Linked DNA regions of Mus musculus: all the other regions are linked to region 2. Evidence: chromatin contacts called from public ChIA-PET, Hi-C, HiChIP or PLAC-seq and promoter capture Hi-C data. All regions are on one chromosome and are shown on one strand. The core of a region is the stretch at or near the end of the contact, and the rest is flanking DNA. Distances in the headings are between cores, read along the strand shown.

The links. Promoter capture Hi-C pulls out the DNA fragments that hold promoters and counts their contacts. Hi-C and Micro-C count contacts between places; a contact is called where the count stands out from the background. ChIA-PET counts read pairs in DNA pulled down with a chosen protein or histone mark. HiChIP or PLAC-seq counts read pairs in DNA pulled down with a chosen protein or histone mark. Capture Hi-C pulls out chosen DNA fragments and counts their contacts.
Region 1: a contact with region 2 is called in a promoter capture Hi-C map of erythroid cells, with 42 times the contacts expected there. The contact joins the promoter of Anp32e here to the promoter of Prune1 in region 2. A contact is called at or near these places in 2 of 39 promoter capture datasets (erythroid cells and liver) and 1 of 115 datasets of contacts at active chromatin or transcription factors (bone marrow-derived macrophages).
Region 3: an HNF4G HiChIP or PLAC-seq map of pancreatic cancer cells shows a contact between it and region 2. The contact joins the promoter of Car14 here to the promoter of Prune1 in region 2. A contact is called at or near these places in 3 of 39 promoter capture datasets (erythroid cells, hippocampal neurons and pre-B cells), 2 of 484 Hi-C or Micro-C datasets (embryonic stem cells and liver) and 4 of 115 datasets of contacts at active chromatin or transcription factors (the 230-238 cell line, astrocytes, memory CD8 T cells and 1 more).
Region 4: an RNA polymerase II ChIA-PET map of memory CD8 T cells shows a contact between it and region 2, with 61 read pairs. The contact joins the enhancer-like site here to the promoter of Prune1 in region 2. A contact is called at or near these places in 1 of 39 promoter capture datasets (liver), 2 of 115 datasets of contacts at active chromatin or transcription factors (embryonic stem cells and memory CD8 T cells) and 1 of 9 other capture datasets (liver).
Region 5: a Hi-C map of uterus shows a contact between it and region 2. The contact joins the promoter of H4c14 here to the promoter of Prune1 in region 2. A contact is called at or near these places in 2 of 39 promoter capture datasets (erythroid cells and liver), 1 of 484 Hi-C or Micro-C datasets (uterus), 3 of 115 datasets of contacts at active chromatin or transcription factors (bone marrow-derived macrophages and pancreatic cancer cells) and 2 of 9 other capture datasets (adipose tissue and liver).
Region 6: a contact with region 2 is called in a promoter capture Hi-C map of adipose tissue, with 2.6 times the contacts expected there. The contact joins the promoter of H3c15 here to the promoter of Prune1 in region 2. A contact is called at or near these places in 2 of 39 promoter capture datasets (erythroid cells and neural stem cells), 5 of 115 datasets of contacts at active chromatin or transcription factors (astrocytes, bone marrow-derived macrophages, microglia and 2 more) and 2 of 9 other capture datasets (adipose tissue and liver).

What each region holds. Positions count from the first base shown.
Region 1 is chr3:95,927,833-95,930,532 of GRCm38.p6, reverse strand. Anp32e (acidic (leucine-rich) nuclear phosphoprotein 32 family, member E) reads right to left here and starts at 1,276. Exons shown (of 7, transcript NM_023210.4): 1 at 883-1,276. The coding sequence starts at 936. It overlaps Gm46815 (a long non-coding RNA gene), which reads left to right and starts at 1,508. Exons shown (of 3, transcript XR_001783926.1): 1 at 1,508-1,793.
Region 2 is chr3:95,280,641-95,283,340 of GRCm38.p6, reverse strand. It overlaps Prune1 (prune exopolyphosphatase), which reads left to right and starts at 1,265. Exons shown (of 8, transcript NM_173347.2): 1 at 1,265-1,756. The coding sequence starts at 1,718. It overlaps Mindy1 (MINDY lysine 48 deubiquitinase 1), which reads right to left and starts at 406. Exons shown (of 10, transcript NM_199475.1): 1 at 1-406.
Region 3 is chr3:95,903,397-95,906,096 of GRCm38.p6, reverse strand. It overlaps Car14 (carbonic anhydrase 14), which reads left to right and starts at 1,412. Exons shown (of 11, transcript NM_011797.3): 1 at 1,412-1,777. The coding sequence starts at 1,723.
Region 4 is chr3:95,950,037-95,952,736 of GRCm38.p6, reverse strand. No RefSeq gene overlaps it. Among named protein-coding and RNA genes, the nearest start is that of Anp32e, 22 kb to the right of the region's middle. Within about 2 kb of position 1,431, at least 443 of the 459 cell types and tissues checked have an H3K27ac peak or open chromatin away from gene starts, as enhancers often do. A contact at or near this core is called in embryonic stem cells, liver and memory CD8 T cells, where this site is marked.
Region 5 is chr3:96,261,959-96,264,658 of GRCm38.p6, reverse strand. It overlaps H4c14 (H4 clustered histone 14), which reads left to right and starts at 1,342. Exons shown (of 1, transcript NM_033596.3): 1 at 1,342-1,725. The coding sequence starts at 1,355. The coding sequence ends at 1,666.
Region 6 is chr3:96,237,863-96,240,562 of GRCm38.p6, reverse strand. It overlaps H3c15 (H3 clustered histone 15), which reads left to right and starts at 1,436. Exons shown (of 1, transcript NM_054045.4): 1 at 1,436-2,084. The coding sequence starts at 1,622. The coding sequence ends at 2,032. H2ac19 (H2A clustered histone 19) reads left to right here and starts at 189. Exons shown (of 1, transcript NM_178212.3): 1 at 189-784. The coding sequence starts at 313. The coding sequence ends at 705.

The sequences.
Region 1 (2,700 bases), core at 27-2,526, 650 kb before region 2:
CCTCACAGCAACAATGTTTCCACCACCTCTCTCTCGCCTCCAGTCACCAAAACCCGCAAAGGAACCACGAAAATCAGCAGGGCTCAGGGACCGTTGGCTCTGCATGATAACTGTGGAGGCCCGGCAGATGCCCGCCTTTGAGCGGGCGTCAAGGGACCACGGCGGCGCGGACCCCTTGTCCCTCGATTTCACGCCGCGGCCGCGAATCAGCGAGCCTGGTCCCCGCCCGCCGCGGCCAATCTCCAGACCCGCGGACCTGGCGTAAACCGCTAGGGAATCCGACGGCGGGGAGTCGGGGCGACGCCTCCCGGGCCCCCTTCAAGACTCGGGACTCTTCCCTACGACCGCACTGAGCGCAGCGAGGCTCGCACAAGCCTCCAGCTTGCGTAAAAGTCCGCGCGCCACGCGGATCGCGGCCCGCGCCGTCGGGTCCCGGGATTCCGCTGCGGCCCCGGCCGCGGCGCGTGCTGCCCGCGAGCGGGCACGGTCGGAGGGAGCGTGGGGCACAGATCGGCGCGAGTCCCACACCCGGGGCCGCGGCCGGCCGAGTGGCGGCGCCGCGGGAAAGTTACACCAACTTCGCAGGTGGCGAGGACCCGGGGGTCGCGCCCACGCCGCCCGCGCCCGCGATGCCGGGCCACCAGTCTGCGAGGACGCCATGGGGCTGAGCCCCCGCGCGCTCACGAAAATGCCCCTAGAAACTTAAGCCCTTCGCCATTTTAAGCACAAGAGCCTGGTGATTTAAAACTTAAAATAAACACCCCGCCTCCACCCCAAGTGGGGGCGCGCTTCCCAGCCCGCCCTGCGCACCCACCCGGACCCCCGAAGCCCACCCCTCACGATCCAGGGCGGGAGGGGACTATGGGGGCTGAGTCATCTCACCTCCTCCGGGGCTCTGTTCTTCAACTCCATGTTAATCTTCTTCTTCATCTCCATGTCCTCCTCCTTTCCCCTCGCCTGCCCTCCCCACTATCCCCAACCCTAAAAAAACCTCTAAAGGTCTGGAGATGAATGAAAAGAGACGCAAAGACGAACGCCCACTACCACACGGGTGTGGGAGAGAAAGAAAAGAATAGCAAATGGAGTCCGACGACTTGGGACTAACTCGGCTGCCCCCACCTCCGAGTCCACACACCCGCGCGCGCACACTCGGGCACGCACACACTTTCACACAGAGAGAGTGAGGGAGAGAGACACGCGCGCGCCCGCAGTTCCTTCCCCTTCAATGGCTGCTGCGAGACTGAGCCTCCATGACACGGCACCGCCAACCCCCCCTAGCCTACACTCCACCCACCTCCCAACGGGATTGGTCGAGTCCTTAGCGTCACACGACTCCATTGGGCTAGAGGGTTGTCCATTTGTCTTTAGGGGGGACCTGGACCAGAAACTCAGTGTCTATTGGCTCTGACTAGGCGCGCAGTTAATTCCGATAGGTTCGGGAGGATGTACGTCCCGGAGAAATGATTTTGAATCCCAGTCGCCCCCCTCCTTTTCTTTGTGTGATTGGCGCGCTTTCCCCTTGGTAGTAGGACGGTTTGGGTGTCTGTTGGGTTTGTTTTTGTTTGTTTGGGGTTTTTCTGGCTTCAGGGTTAAAAGGAAGGGAAAAGGCGTCGTTGGCATCCCCAAGTTGTAAGTGGGTCATGCAACACACTGCACCCAGAGCTTTCGGTGGTCTTAAAGCACAAGCCTTCTGCTCTGCGGCTAAAGTGTAAGCAGGGGCGCGAGCGCGAACAGCGTGTTGGTGACACCTCCCCGTCCCGAACTGCTTGTAGAACCAGAGCGTGATAAAGAAGGTATTTTAACTTCCAACATAAAGGGGGGAACGGCTCTGAAAGCAGAGTTGAGTTTAGCACGTTGAGTCAGAAGCCTTTAAATAAAACTGTCCAGGAGGAGTTGATACTGAGGTCATTTGTCACTGCTAAAAAGTTGGAATATTAGAGCCAGCCGCGGTGGCACACGCCTTTAATCCCAGCACTGGAAGGCAGAGTCAGGCAGATCTCTGAATTCGAGGCCAACCTGGTCTACAGAGCGAGTTCCAGGATTACACAGAAAGGGGGGTGGGGTGGGGAGAGACTGTTTCCAAAAGACAGAAAAACAAACAAACAAAATTGACACCTTAGAGGAAAAATAACACAGGCCTAAAGAAACACAATTATCAGAAACTGTCCAGCAAGGCCTCTCCTTTCCTACAGGAATCTACTTAAAATGTTCTTTTAAGTGTGAGGGGATGGAGAGGCAATGACCTCTAGCAGAGGTTCCACCCTGGTTCGATTTCTAGCACCCATATAGTGGCTCATAATCACCCATAACTACAATGCCAGGAAATTCAGAGGCATCCTCCGGACTCCACAGGCCACAGGCACAGATGCATTGTGTGTGCGTACGTGCAGGCAAAACACACGGATATGCAAAAACAAAATAAGTAAATTAAAAACAAAACCAAAACTTTTTTTTTCTGTTTAATGTTCCTGAAAGATCCAACATTCCTTTAATCATAGCCCTCAGAAGGGAGAGAGGGGCAGATCCACAGTCATCTACTAAGTAAATCCAAGGCCAGCCTCTGTCACAAAATAACAATAACAACAGAAACTATGTAATTATTTCTTTTAGATTCCTTTTTCTCTGCTTCTTAGTTGCCATGTGTTGCAATTCCTTCTGTGATAAACTATACCAAGATCTGTGAACTAAAACAAATCCTTT
Region 2 (2,700 bases), core at 16-2,515:
GATTCCCGAGTCACCGAGCCTCCGGCGTGCGCTCCAGGCCGTGCCTACAAACTGGCTTTCAAAGGAAGTTTGTGGTTTTTCTTTTTCTTCTCTCTGTCCCTCTTTTCCCCCTGTCCGGACAAAGACAAATTAGCCAAGGACGCGGTCCCTAGAGGAGGAGGAGGAGGAGGGGCCTGCTCAGCTACCGAGGATTTCCATCAGGGCTGTCTGAGCCGGTCAGCAGCCCGGTGAGCCGCAGAAAGGAAGAGAGAAAAACAACAGACCCTTTCTCTTCCCTCCGCCTGCCGCTGGAAGGGACGGAGCGCGTGTGCCTCTCTGGTGAGAACCGGGAAAAGCAAGCGGCCTGGCAGAGCCCGGAGGAGCAGGGCGGGACAGCGGCTGTTGATTAGACCTCCCTGGATGCCCGCCGCAGCCCTCTGCTCTGGAGCCAAGAAAGCAGGGCGGAAGGGCGTTGTGTTTGCATATGTACTCGTTCAATAAGAAAGAAAATTCCCACTCCTGGTTTTCTGGAGCCCCTGAGCTCTTTCCCAAGGCTTCCCTTCTTCCCCGTATGCTTTTTTTGAAAGGCTAGGAATGAAACTGGTTCAGCTGTGTACCTGGTCGGGGGCGAGGAAGACGCTCTTCTGCCTCTTCTCACCTCCCCGAGAAGCAGGACGATCTGGGGATAGATTAAAAAATGAGGGAACATGTTATGATGAAGGGACATTTTCCCCCCAAGTAGTCTGCCCTGGGACACGCAAGTGGCAGTTAAGGGATGTTGGAACCCAGCCTTAGGTTCTGAAGGCTCCTCTAAACTCTATTGATGTGACGGCCAAAGGATAAGGCTTCAAGCAACTCGGAAAGCCGAGAGAACTGTTGCAACAGAGACCCAGGAAGCAAAGTCACGGTTGCAACAGCCCATGAATGAGGAGTATTTGCTCAGGCTGTAGAAGAAAGGCTATGAAGAAGGAGGAAGAGTTGGCACGACAGTAGGTTTTAAGAAAACAAGTCAAACATTATGGTAATGTTTTCCTATCGTGAACAAACACATTGATCACGATTTGTCAGTTTGGTAAAGGGGAGAATTTAAAAAAAAGAAAGAAAAAACACCTAACCAGGGAAGCTATTTTAATAAATAATATGTACAGCAATGTTGTAATTTAAAGTCCTAACCAAACCAGGCCTGTGAATCCAGTATTCAGGAAACTGAGGAGAAAGATTACAAATTCCAGACAGGTTGGGCTAGATAGAAAGAATTTGTATTTTAAAAAAAATTGAGAGATTAATTTACATCAATCTCGAACAGATTTTCGGTGTAATATATGGAAAGGTACTATACTTAGTCCTATCTGCAAGTTCAGATGCCATAAAGGCGAGTTATTGTGACACATACACAATTTGCATGTCATAGCCCTCCGAAAACTGCTCACTTGAGGACAAACACGAGCTGCTGGACTACATTTCCCAGGAGGCACCGCGATATACCATACTCCTCCTTGACGTCCCATGAGTCTTTGGGCTCAGAACCCAGCCTCTGCCGCTGGGGGGCGGGGCAACGCCGGACTCCCGGAGTGCCGGATTACGCACTTCCTCCTGGGGTTCGGAGGCCGAACCCTTTAGTGGCGGGTTCGAGTCCCGCCCCCTGACTCTCGGCTCTAGACCCTAGGTCTAGGGCGGGGTACATTCTGCCGGGTTACCTCTCCTGGCTGAGGGGCAACGGCACACCTCGGGCTTTACCATGGAGGACTACCTGCAGGACTGTCGAGCCGCTTTGCAGGTAACGGGTCCCAGTCCGTGACCGAAAGGAATGCAGCGTGGGGTCTGGGAAGGACGAAGGTGTGGGATCTGGGGAGCCCGGACGGTCGGTGTGGAGGGATCACAGAGATGGACGCGGGGGAGCTAGAGGACCAAGCCCTTCGGCCATAGGCGGGAGAGCCCGGAGAAAGGAGTCTCTTGGTTTGCTTGAGTCGGGTCCTTCGGCAGAACCTGTGCGGCGGCCGCCAGCCTCGCCCGGCGAGGTGTGTCTCTCCCTTCTCCCCGCCCCTCTCAGTTTCCCTCCCGCAAGCGGGCTTCAGCCCACTGGGTCCAGGTGAACCTCTGGGAGTGGAGGGCACTGGGTGCACCGCTTTATTGCCTCTGAATGGCGGTTTGCCTTTTTTTTTTTTCCCTCCTAGGTAGAGGCGGTCGTGGTGTTTTACTTTAAATCTTTGTTTTTATGCCAAATATACAGAATAATTCATCAGGCATATATGTTGACCCACAACTTACATTCCTTTGCTTCCAGTGTTCTCCTTTAGTGTTAATGCAGGCGCGTGCGCATACACACACACACACACACACACACACACACACACACACACGTAAAAATACCGCCTCCTTGGTAAGGGATAAACACAAAGTGTGTTTGGAATCTAAACCATAAGCACGGCCCTGAATTCTTTGTAGCTTATTTTTGGTGCTTCCTGAACCAGCTGGACTCGCCCAGCTGTGTTGACAGGCTGTGTGGCATTAGGTCGCTCTTCCCTTTAAAGGCTCCAAGTCACCTGGCCCCCTGCTGTAAGTTTCTCTGCCCCTGAAGAAACAGATAGGCATCTTCCTTTCAAATAACTTAGCTCGGTATGGTAGCCACAGGCCTCTAGTTCCAACTCAGAGGAGGCTGAGACTTCAGTTCAGGCCAGGTCTGGACTGGGAGAAAAAAAACCCAAAAAACAAAAAACCCAC
Region 3 (2,700 bases), core at 163-2,662, 620 kb before region 2:
GGAAGAACTTTAAGACGGAAACTTTTTTTTAGGGGATGAAGTATTCGCAAAGCGATAAAACGTTGTGTGTGTGTGTGTGTGTGTGTGTGTGTGTGTGTGTGTGTATTTTAAATATATATATATATTTTTAAAAAGTCCTTACTCTGAAGCTCAGTCGTGGGACAGAAAAGCACTCTGAGCTCCTGTCTCCGCAGGAGTGATGACCTGGCACATGCATTATTCTGTTCATTTGGCTTTTATCCCGTGCCCTTGTTTGGCTTCTGCTCCTTTGTTTTGGCTATTTATTGCTACTTGATAGGAGTAAGGAGGGCAGAAAGACCTCACAGAGGTTATGGAGGAGAGATTTCACCATCTAGCTTGAAATTATCTGTGGTCTTCACACTCACTAATGAGGGACTTAGGATGTACATTCCGATCGGGATTTCTAGTCCCGTGGGGGAGCGCACACCAGCCACATTCCTGAGACGCCACGCAGCCTCCATGCTCCACTAGCAAACTCAGTTCCACCACAGCAAGTTTCACTTGATCCCACAGGACCTGCCTGGACCCTTTGTTGGGTGGGCGGGAAGCCCCTGGACCCCTCACCCACCTGGTCACATGGCCTTTCTATGGCCCCTCCCCTCTCTTTCTTTGGAGTCCGCCTTTTTCTCATGGTGACAGTAATTGTTTCTACAGTCACCCATCACTCCTCCTGCCCGGCCTCTCTGCTAGGGGTCAGTGTCCTCTTCAGTGACAAAAGGCGCCCTAGATCTGGGCTCCCTGGGGAGGGAGGTGGCTGGATCTGGTAGTTAGAATGCTGTCTCTCCCTGGTGCTGCGACAACCCCTCCCCCGCTGTGCACACAAATGGGCTTTATCCGGCAAACAAAACCGCACCCCCACCCCAGGCTACACAGGCACGTGGACCTAAGCCTCACCAAGGGAAGGGGGTGGTGACAGGCGCCAGAGAAAGACGAGGCAGAAGACAAATATTCTCCTCGCCCCACTTCTTGCTCTCCACAATCCAGATTTTAAAGTTTGACTTTCCACTCCCCACCTGCTCCCTGAGCCTCCAACTTCTGTTCTCCTATCTCCCGAATCTGAATTCTTTCTGGTTCCAACCAGCTCAACTTCTCTTGGTTTCAGAAACAGGTTCCCCACCAGCAGTCCCATACCACCCAGGGATGTGCTCCTCAGGCAGGGGAATGAGAACACGGTGTCCTGGGAGGGAGAGGTGCGAAACCCCCCTTCCCTGACCGAGAGTTCCAGGGGACACCCGTACGAGCGGCAGTGTAAATAGCAAAGGAAGAGCTCACTCCAGGGTCCTGAGCCAAGGCCAGGGCGCTGGGCTCTGCTGGGCCATCCTGCATGCCTAATCCGCTATTTAAGGAGCTGCTCGGCTGCAGCCCAGGCACCACCCCCCTCCTCACGTACACCGGTTTCGAGCCACCTTAAAAGCGGGAGGCAACTGTGAAGTTGCTGGCCAGTAAGTGGTGTGGAGATTACGAAGGGACATACGGAGAGGGCAGAGAGAGGAAGAGAGAGAAAGTGAGAGAGGAAGAAATTTATCCTGGGATCCAGAAGTTCGTGTTAACCTGTGGAAAATCAAGTCCCTGGAAGTCTGCAGAGACAGAGACAAGAAGAAAAGAGATAGAACGCCAGAAACTCCTCTCTCTCCCTCCCTCTCCACCTCTCTCTTCTAAACCCCAAATTCCTGGTCCCTTGTACCCCATTGTGGGGATAATATGTTGTTCTTCGCTCTCCTGTTAAAGGTGACTTGGATCCTGGCTGCAGATGGGGGTAGGTACAACTGGGTCTGTGCTAATGTCCACCCGTAGCCATGTGTACTTATGTGGGGGAGGAGAGGTTTCAGAAAGGGAAGCCTAGGGGCTGGGGGGTAGGGGGGGGAGGCATGGGGTGGGAGAAAGACTATGGAGGAGATCCTTCCATTCTTTTCCTTTTCCTCTCTAACCCAGCGATTACTGCTATCTCTGCGACAGGGAGAGCTAGCCAGAGGCCAGTGTGTGAATGCTCAGGAGTGTAGGACACTCGGCCAGCTACAGTTCTCCAGTCCACTCTTTCCCCACTGCCCTAGTCCCGGGCAGCCCTCCTGCCCGTCTTTGTTTACGCACTCTGCTGGTTAGGGAGAGCAGGGGTGAGAAGGGACACGTGCTGCAGTCCTGCCCGACTCAGACCCCGACCCTCTGCTGATCAAAGGATAACTCCATTACCTGCCAAGGGGCAGGGGCAGCTGGTCCATTTCCCTGAAAGGAACACGACTAAACGTTTGCTCAGCTCTTTATAGTGTACAAAGGGCTTTCAGGATTAGGAGAGAGGTGGGGAGACGTTGGAGAAAACAAGCTAAGTTGTTTCTGGAACGCCTGAAGGATTCCCACAACTTTTTTTGTTGTTATTGCTTATTTTTATTTACTTTTTTTTTTGAGACAAGGTTTCACGTGGCCAGACCTATCTCAAACTCACTCTGTAGCTGAGGTTAGACCTGCTTGGCTCTGCCTCCCCATGCCTGGTTTCTACACCCTGTTTTTGTGCTTCTCAGGCCCCATTCTGTATCCAGCACATAGTAGGTGAGGGATTAAAGTTTATTGGAAGGACGAGGTGGGGGGGGGGATTATCTAGAAAGCGAGAGGAAGATGGGACCAAGGGATCCAAAAGAAAATGAGGAGTCACAAATCTCTTCTGAGAAGAAACAATTTGGAAAGAGG
Region 4 (2,700 bases), core at 182-2,681, 670 kb before region 2:
GCCAGCCTGGTCTACAGATTGAATTCCAGAACAGCCAAGGATACAGAGATACAATGTCACAAAGTGGGCAAAAATCCAAGTGTTTTACCACCTCTCCTTCTTCAAATAGCAGGGACCAAACCACTAGCTTTGTGCTACACTCTGCTCCATCCTTGTCTGTTTGAGGATAGGACTGGCTATGTGGCCTAGGATGGCCTGCAGTCCAAGACCTTTTCCATGTTTCTCAGACCTCCAAAGAAACTTCTACTGTACAAAACAAACTGATGCAAACATTCTAAAGTGGTTCGTTGGTTCTAATAAAAAGGATTTAAGGATGATTTTACTTTGATACTTTTGACAAACTACCTTCAGCTGTGATTGACTAAAAGACGGAAAAATAAGTCCTAACTCTCTCTGTAATGGACCTTTACAAAGTCTCTCTGTTGGAATCACTCGTTCGGTAAAGAAAGAGCCTTCGTGTTTTTTGTTTGTTTGTTTTTTCGAAGCAGGATTTCTCTGTCCTGGAACTTACTTTGTAGACCAGGCTGGCCTCGAACTCAGAAAATCGCCTACCTCTGCCTCCCAAGTGCTGGGATTAAAGGCGTGCGCCACCAAGCCCTGCTGTCTTCCTGTTTTATGTGTAGTCTCGGAGTCGGTTTTCTTCAGTGCTTTCTCCCAGCACCTGCTCAACTTGACTGATGTAGTTTTAAGTTTTATCAATTAGCAGCAGTTCCAGGAGTAGGGAAAGGGGATGGATAGATAGGAGGGTTAGCTCCTGAGGACAAGGTCAGTGAAAAATGTGTACAAACAAGCTGGACAGTGGTGGCGCACGCCTTTAATCCCAGCACTCAGGAGGCAGAGGCAGGCGGATTTCTGAGTTCGAGGCTAGCCTGGTCTACAGCGTGAGTTCCAGCACTGGCTGCTCTTACAGAGGACCAATCCCCAGAGGCTCCCAAGCATCTGATACCTCCGAGGGCACCAGGCACACGAGTGATACACACACACACACACACACACACAAGACATTCATACACATAAAATCTAAATTAAAACAAACAAACAAACAAAAAAACTAGCCCTCACCGGGCAGTGGTGGCGCACGCCTTTAATCCTAGCACTTGGGAGGCAGAGGCAGGCGGATTTCTGAGTTCGAGGCCAGCCTGGTCTACAGAGTGAGTTTCAGGACAGCCAGGGCTACACAGAGAAACCCTGTCTCGAAAAAAAACCAAAAACAACAAAACAAAACTAGCCCTCATTTCTTTAGAAGACACATAACGTTGCTGTTTCCGATTACTGGCTAACCAGGGTTGGGCGATAGTCTTCAACATCAGGCTTTAGAATGATGCAACACTGAAATTGGGAATCATTAGGCAAACGTTGCGAGACCCGAAGGACAATGAACAGCGTAGAGGATCCCTGAGGTCCGTGATGCGGAAACTCCAGAGCCGTGCTTCCGGCGCGACTGCGCATGCACGGGAGCTCTGACAAGGGATGGGGCGGGGGTTGGGGGGGTGGTGGAGTGAGGCCGAGCCTCGTGACCAGAGCTGCGGCCCAGTGGAGTTTAGAAAGGCGTCCTTGTGATGGGATTCGGTCAGGTCGAGTCTGTCCCTTAGCCCCTGGGGCAACCGTGTCTCACTCCCAGGAGCCCAGGCCTGGCAGGTGCATCCGACGTAGTCGATCTGACGTCACATCCGCCTTCGCTAGCTCCGGAACGAGTGCTCGATTTGCAGTTCTGTCCTAAGTCCTGTTCTTGGCGGACCCCAGCAGGGCGCTCTGCTGTAGTAGCAGCAATTAGAAAACGGAAAATAAAGATTGGAAGCTCGGGATATGCCCAGGGACTGCGGCAGAGGACTGACTTCCAAAAGCATTTAGATAAATGGCATGACCTGTTCAAGCCTATCAAGACCCGATACGTGGCAGCACGCTGGCTCGACCCGGGGATCGCGGTGGGAAACGCGACCTTAGAAGAGTCTCCTTAAAAGTTGGCGTCTAGCGCAGCACCTCCTGCGAACTGCAGCCCGGGAACCCCATATTCCGATATATACAGCTTTATTACAAAATAAAATCTGTAAAATCTTATAGATGACTGTGAACATCCACTTCTGTATTTGCCAGGCACTGGCATAGCCTCATACAGCTATACCAGGGTCCCTTCAGCAAAATCTTGCTGGCATATGCAATAGTGCCTGGGTTTGGTGGCTGATTATGGGATGGATCCCCTGGTGGGGTAGTCTCTGGATAGTCCATCCTTTCATCTTAGCTCCAAACTTTGTCTCTGTAACTCCTTTCATGGGTATTTTGTTCCCTACTCTAAGGAAGAGTGAAGTATCCACCCATTGGTCTTCCCTCTTCTTGATTTTCTTGTGTTTTGCAAATTGTATCTTGGGTGTCCTATGTTTCTGGGCTAATATCCACTTATCAGTGAGTGCCCCCAATAGAGAAGCTAGAGAAAGCACCCAAGGAGCTGAAGGGGTCTGCAACAATAGGTGGAACAACAATATGAACTAACCAGTATCCCCAGAGCTCGTGTCTCTAGCTGCATATGTAGCAGAAGATGGCTTAGTCGGCCAACACTGGGAAGAGAGGCCCCTTGGTATTGCAAACTTTATATGCCCCAGTACAGGGGAATGTCAGGGCCAAGAATTGGAAGTGGGTGGGTAGGGAAGCAGGGCGGGGTGAGGGTATAGGGAACTTTCGGGATAGCATTTGAAATGTATATAA
Region 5 (2,700 bases), core at 93-2,592, 980 kb before region 2:
TAGGGACATAGTCAAGGATGTGGAGAAGTCCGCACAATACAGAGATATGAAGCAACACAGCTTCCAGGGGTCGCCATGGGAATGAGAAAACAGCGGCTGCGGGATGGAGAGGCTCTGAATTCTAGGGTGCTAGTTTGGGCATGGAGGCATGTCTACAAACAGGATCTATCCATCAAGAGACGTGTATGACTGCCCAGGGTTACTGGGGTAGGAGGGAGCTCTCTTCCCTCTAAGATCTACAATTCACAGGTCTTAGGTTTAAAACATTTGAGTTGAGAGGGGAGTCTGAGCCCCCAGCCTAAGGTGACTCAAAACCTACATCTATCTACATGTCTGGAGCCAGAAAATCTGGATAGAAAAAAGGTGGTGGTGGTGGTGGTGGGGATTCATGAGCACATATAGATGTTAGAATAAAGGAACAGTCAGAACAAGGCCTATCAGATCACTTTAAAAACAAGTCCCAACCAACCCACTACCGTTCTTTCTGATGCAGAATGCTTTCTCAAGATTCTTCTATGGGTGGCCCTGGGAACGACGGACATACTAGAAGTACAGACTCCAGTTCATTTCCCAGGGCGTCACTGTATAAAGCAGACACACACTTGAAAAAGTGAATTTTAGTCTACTGCATAGTAGAGACAGTTTGGAATAACTGAAAACAAAGGGCGGGCCTCAAAGGACTTGTGGAAACGAGCGTAGCAGCATTCCCGGGCTGCTCGGCTAGTCAGCGGGCCTTTGGGTAGAAGAGCGTGGAAACCCACTGACCTCGGTGAAAAGGATCGGCGGCATCCTCAGTTTTCCTATGATCTAGTTTCTGCTTGATCTGAATAATGTGTCTCTATCAACGAAACAGGCGACTGTACGCAGAAACGCCCGCGACCTTTCCCTTCCACACACATTCCTGGGTCCTCTGCTTTCGATTGTCACGCTGGTTACTGGAACTTTTGCTGCGGTTTTTACCTAACAGGAGCTCCGGGCCCTTCAGTGCAGCGCACTCCCCCCTCATCTCTAACTTTCTCTTTCTCCGGTCTTTTGTCTTTTTAGCGTCAGTGCTTTCTAAAGTCTGTGTTATCTCTAAGTTTTATTTGGAGGAATCTGAATTCTCCGAGGGACTTCGGCACCATAATTAAGAAAATCGAAAATAAAAAAATAAAGGCTTGAGACTGTAAGGAACCGGTAGAGGGCAGAGAAGAGAAAAGAAAAACAGGAAGATGATGCAACATCCAGAGCCCGGATAATTTAGAAAGGTTCCCGCCCGCGCGCTTTCAGTTTTCAATCTGGTCCGATCCTCTCATATATTAGTGGCACTCCACCTCCAATGCCTCACCAGCTGGTGTTTCAGATTACATTAGCCATGTCTGGCAGAGGAAAGGGTGGAAAGGGTCTAGGCAAGGGTGGCGCCAAGCGCCATCGCAAAGTCTTGCGTGACAACATCCAGGGTATCACCAAGCCCGCCATCCGCCGCCTGGCTCGGCGCGGTGGGGTCAAGCGCATCTCCGGCCTCATCTACGAGGAGACCCGTGGTGTGCTGAAGGTGTTCCTGGAGAACGTCATCCGCGACGCAGTCACCTACACCGAGCACGCCAAGCGCAAGACCGTCACCGCTATGGATGTGGTGTACGCTCTCAAGCGCCAGGGCCGCACCCTCTACGGCTTCGGAGGCTAGACGCCGCCGCTTCAATTCCCCCCCCCCCCATCCCTAACGGCCCTTTTTAGGGCCAACCACAGTCTCTTCAGGAGAGCTGACACTGACTTGGGTTGTACAGGTAATAACCGTGGGTTTAGACTCGGTAAGGTAAAGACGCTAGTTTTCCTTGTGACTCAACGCTACTAGGTGTTCCGCTTTTAGAGCCATCCACTTAAGTTTCTATACCACGGCGGATAGATAGCATCCAGCAGGATAGCTCACACTGGGAATTTTAATTCCTACTTAGTGTGTGAGCTGGTTGTCAGGTCAAGAGACTGGCTAAGATTTTCTTTAGCTGTTTGGAGCAGAATTGCAATAAGGAGACCCTTTGGATGGGATGACCTATGTCCACACATCAAATGGCTATGTGGCTGTGTCCCTGTGTTTCCAATGAGTGGCTGTGCTTGACCGGATATTTGGTATTGTTTCTATGGCCCCACAACCCACCTTTTATCCTTCCTCATCTTCCCAAAAGATTTTCTTCAGGCCATGTTAGAAAGCTAGCTGCCTAGATGGAGGTCACGTAACCCTCTGCGCCAAAAGGCTACGTAAGAGAGACCGGGCGTTGTCCTGCTGCTGATTGGCTCAGTGGAAGAGTTAGGCGTATGGCCTCCTGCAGAATAAAGAGCTGGCAGCAGAAGCTTGGGCCGGACAGGCGGGAGACAAGCAGGGACAAGAACGGAACAGGGATTTAAAGAGACACGTGGTGGGACACAGTGGCAAGAAGTCGGTCGGGTTAGGTAGATGGGTTAGCTGAGGGACTGTCTCAGCAAACAGGCCAACAGCTTTATTGTATCCAGATGTCTCCGGTGTCTTTACAATTAAACACCAAGCAGGACCCCCAAAAGTCCTCGCAAAACTCCTCAGTTTAGGCATGGATCTAGGAAATAGTGGACTGGGATCGAAGCTCTGCTGGGATACAATTGCAACGACATTTTAATGTCCCATAACATAAGCAAGCCAGGTGGTGACAGCTATAATCCCAGCAAGTCAGGGAGGAAACAAGGGTTAGG
Region 6 (2,700 bases), core at 187-2,686, 960 kb before region 2:
CAGGAGAAACAGCGAGCAAGCCCAGCCGCCCGGCGACCCGCGGAGTGTCGCAACGACGGCCGCACGCAAATGAAGCCACCGAGCACGCGCGTCGTGATTCGCGCGTTCCAGGGCGGCGCCGGGGCGAGGGAGCCGGTCTTATGTAAATGAGAGGCTTCTGTCCGCGCGCTCCTATTGGCCACGGCGTCAGGACGCGTGTGAGCCAATGAGAGCGTCGGGCGGACAATCGGGTCTGCGTCTATAAAAGGGTGAGGCGTCGGCGCCGGAGTACCGTTTCCTGGTTGTGGCCGTTCGTCTGTTTGCGCTTTCGTGATGTCCGGTCGTGGCAAGCAAGGAGGCAAGGCCCGCGCCAAGGCCAAGTCGCGGTCTTCCCGGGCCGGGCTACAGTTCCCGGTGGGGCGTGTGCACCGGCTGCTGCGCAAGGGCAACTACGCGGAGCGTGTGGGTGCCGGCGCGCCGGTATACATGGCGGCGGTGCTGGAGTACCTAACGGCCGAGATCCTGGAGCTGGCGGGCAACGCGGCCCGCGACAACAAGAAGACGCGCATCATCCCGCGCCACCTGCAGCTGGCCATCCGCAACGACGAGGAGCTCAACAAGCTGCTGGGCAAAGTGACGATCGCGCAGGGCGGCGTCCTGCCCAACATCCAGGCCGTGCTGCTGCCCAAGAAGACGGAGAGCCACCATAAGGCGAAGGGCAAGTGAGGCCACTGCTCGCGTCGGCCCGCGTCTCTGTGATATAACCCCCGCGAGCTCCTAAAAAGGCTCTTTTCAGAGCCACCCACTGAATCAGATAAAGAGTTGTGTCACGGTAGCCGGTCTTGGTGGCCTTTCCTGGCCCTGCCCCAAAAGTAAGAGTGTCGTGTCCTCTGCTTCCTTGCCCATCCTGCCCGTGGTTCCCCCTGGTAGTTAGTCTGTTGTCGCTCTTTGGTTCATGCCCTGCCTCGGCGGAGCGGATACGCGGTTCTCGCTGACCGTCCCAAGCATTTAGCCCCTATCTGCCCACACCCTTGTCCTACACAACACTGTCCCTCACTCAGCGTCCACCCGCCTGACCCTTCCCAGGACTAAGACTCAACTAGGACGTCTAGGCCAATCTAGACATAAGTCGCAGTCAGCCGCGCTCTCGTCCGGTCCTTGGGGAATGTCTAGGAGGAGGAGGTGTCCCGCGAGGACTGGACGCGGCCGGCTCTAGGGATCATGGGGGACTGGGGCTGGGACTGTGGCTGTGGCTGGGCGGTGCTGCACAAACACTAGATTAGTTCTGCCCTGGGACTTTGGGCGGCGGGCGGGGGCGCGCGAGCTCCTCTTGGGCAGAGCCGGGACCCGCCCTCTACGGGCAGCTGCCAGACGTGGCTCCACCCTCGCAGAACGTTGGCAAGTGGACCGGGCGCGGGGCTGGACGTGGGGGGCGGGTGGGGGCGGGTCAGGTGGCGTGGCGGGCCCGAGCCAATGGGCGAGGTCGGGGCCGGTGACGCCACGGCCAATGGCGCGGCAGCGCGGGAGTTTCAAGTCGCTGTCTCCGCCCCGCCGCGGGGAAGACTGCGCCTATAAAGGCGGCCGGCTCGGGCCGGTATCAGGTCCCCGAGTGCTCCTCGTTTGGGTGTCTTCCGTCTTCGCCATGGCCCGTACGAAGCAGACTGCCCGCAAGTCCACCGGCGGCAAGGCCCCGCGCAAGCAGCTGGCCACCAAGGCCGCCCGCAAGAGCGCCCCGGCCACGGGCGGCGTGAAGAAGCCGCACCGCTACCGGCCCGGCACCGTGGCGCTGCGGGAGATCCGGCGCTACCAGAAGTCGACCGAGCTGCTGATCCGCAAGCTGCCGTTCCAGCGCCTGGTGCGCGAGATCGCGCAGGACTTCAAGACGGACCTGCGCTTCCAGAGCTCGGCCGTCATGGCGCTGCAGGAGGCGAGCGAGGCCTACCTGGTGGGGCTGTTCGAGGACACCAACCTGTGCGCCATCCACGCCAAACGCGTCACCATCATGCCCAAGGACATCCAGTTGGCCCGCCGCATCCGTGGGGAGCGCGCTTAAGCGCCCTGTCTCCCATCCATTCCCCACAAAGGCTCTTTTCAGAGCCACCACAGCTTCCCGGAAAGAGCTGTTTACTTCGCTTAGAGCTTTGTCCGCACATTATCCCGCTCCATAGCTCTAGGTTGGTATCTGACTTATACCTGTTATGTCTACATAATGGTTGCTTTCAAGGAAGGTTTGAATGCCCTTAGTGTAAGTTGTTTAACGTTAATTGCGGTCTTATTCAGACTCCTAGCTTGTTAACCCGAAGTAGGTTCACCACCTCAGTCTAAGGGGAGGGGATAATCTTACGGAGGGTTGGGGCTTGGTGGATACTATGTAATGTTCCTACCCAGCTGGAGCAGAGAAGGCTTTGTAAGTAGCTGAAGGCTGAGATCTAGCTTACAGCTCATAATTACATCACCAGACTTCTGGACGACTGAAGATTATTGTTGCTCATTTAATGCAATGTCTGAGGCTTACGGGGCTCAACGTCGGTGGTAAGTGGACTATGAGTAATATCCAGTGATAAAGCTTTGTTCTCTAACACTTGATTAGAAGACCTGCTAGCTACTTGGGATTCAGCATTTATTGCTATGATATGGTTCAATGGCAATTGGGTAGTTTTTCCTCTTACTCCTATTAATTTACTTCAAAATGACAACTCCATTCCCCCCTTCCCACTTTGG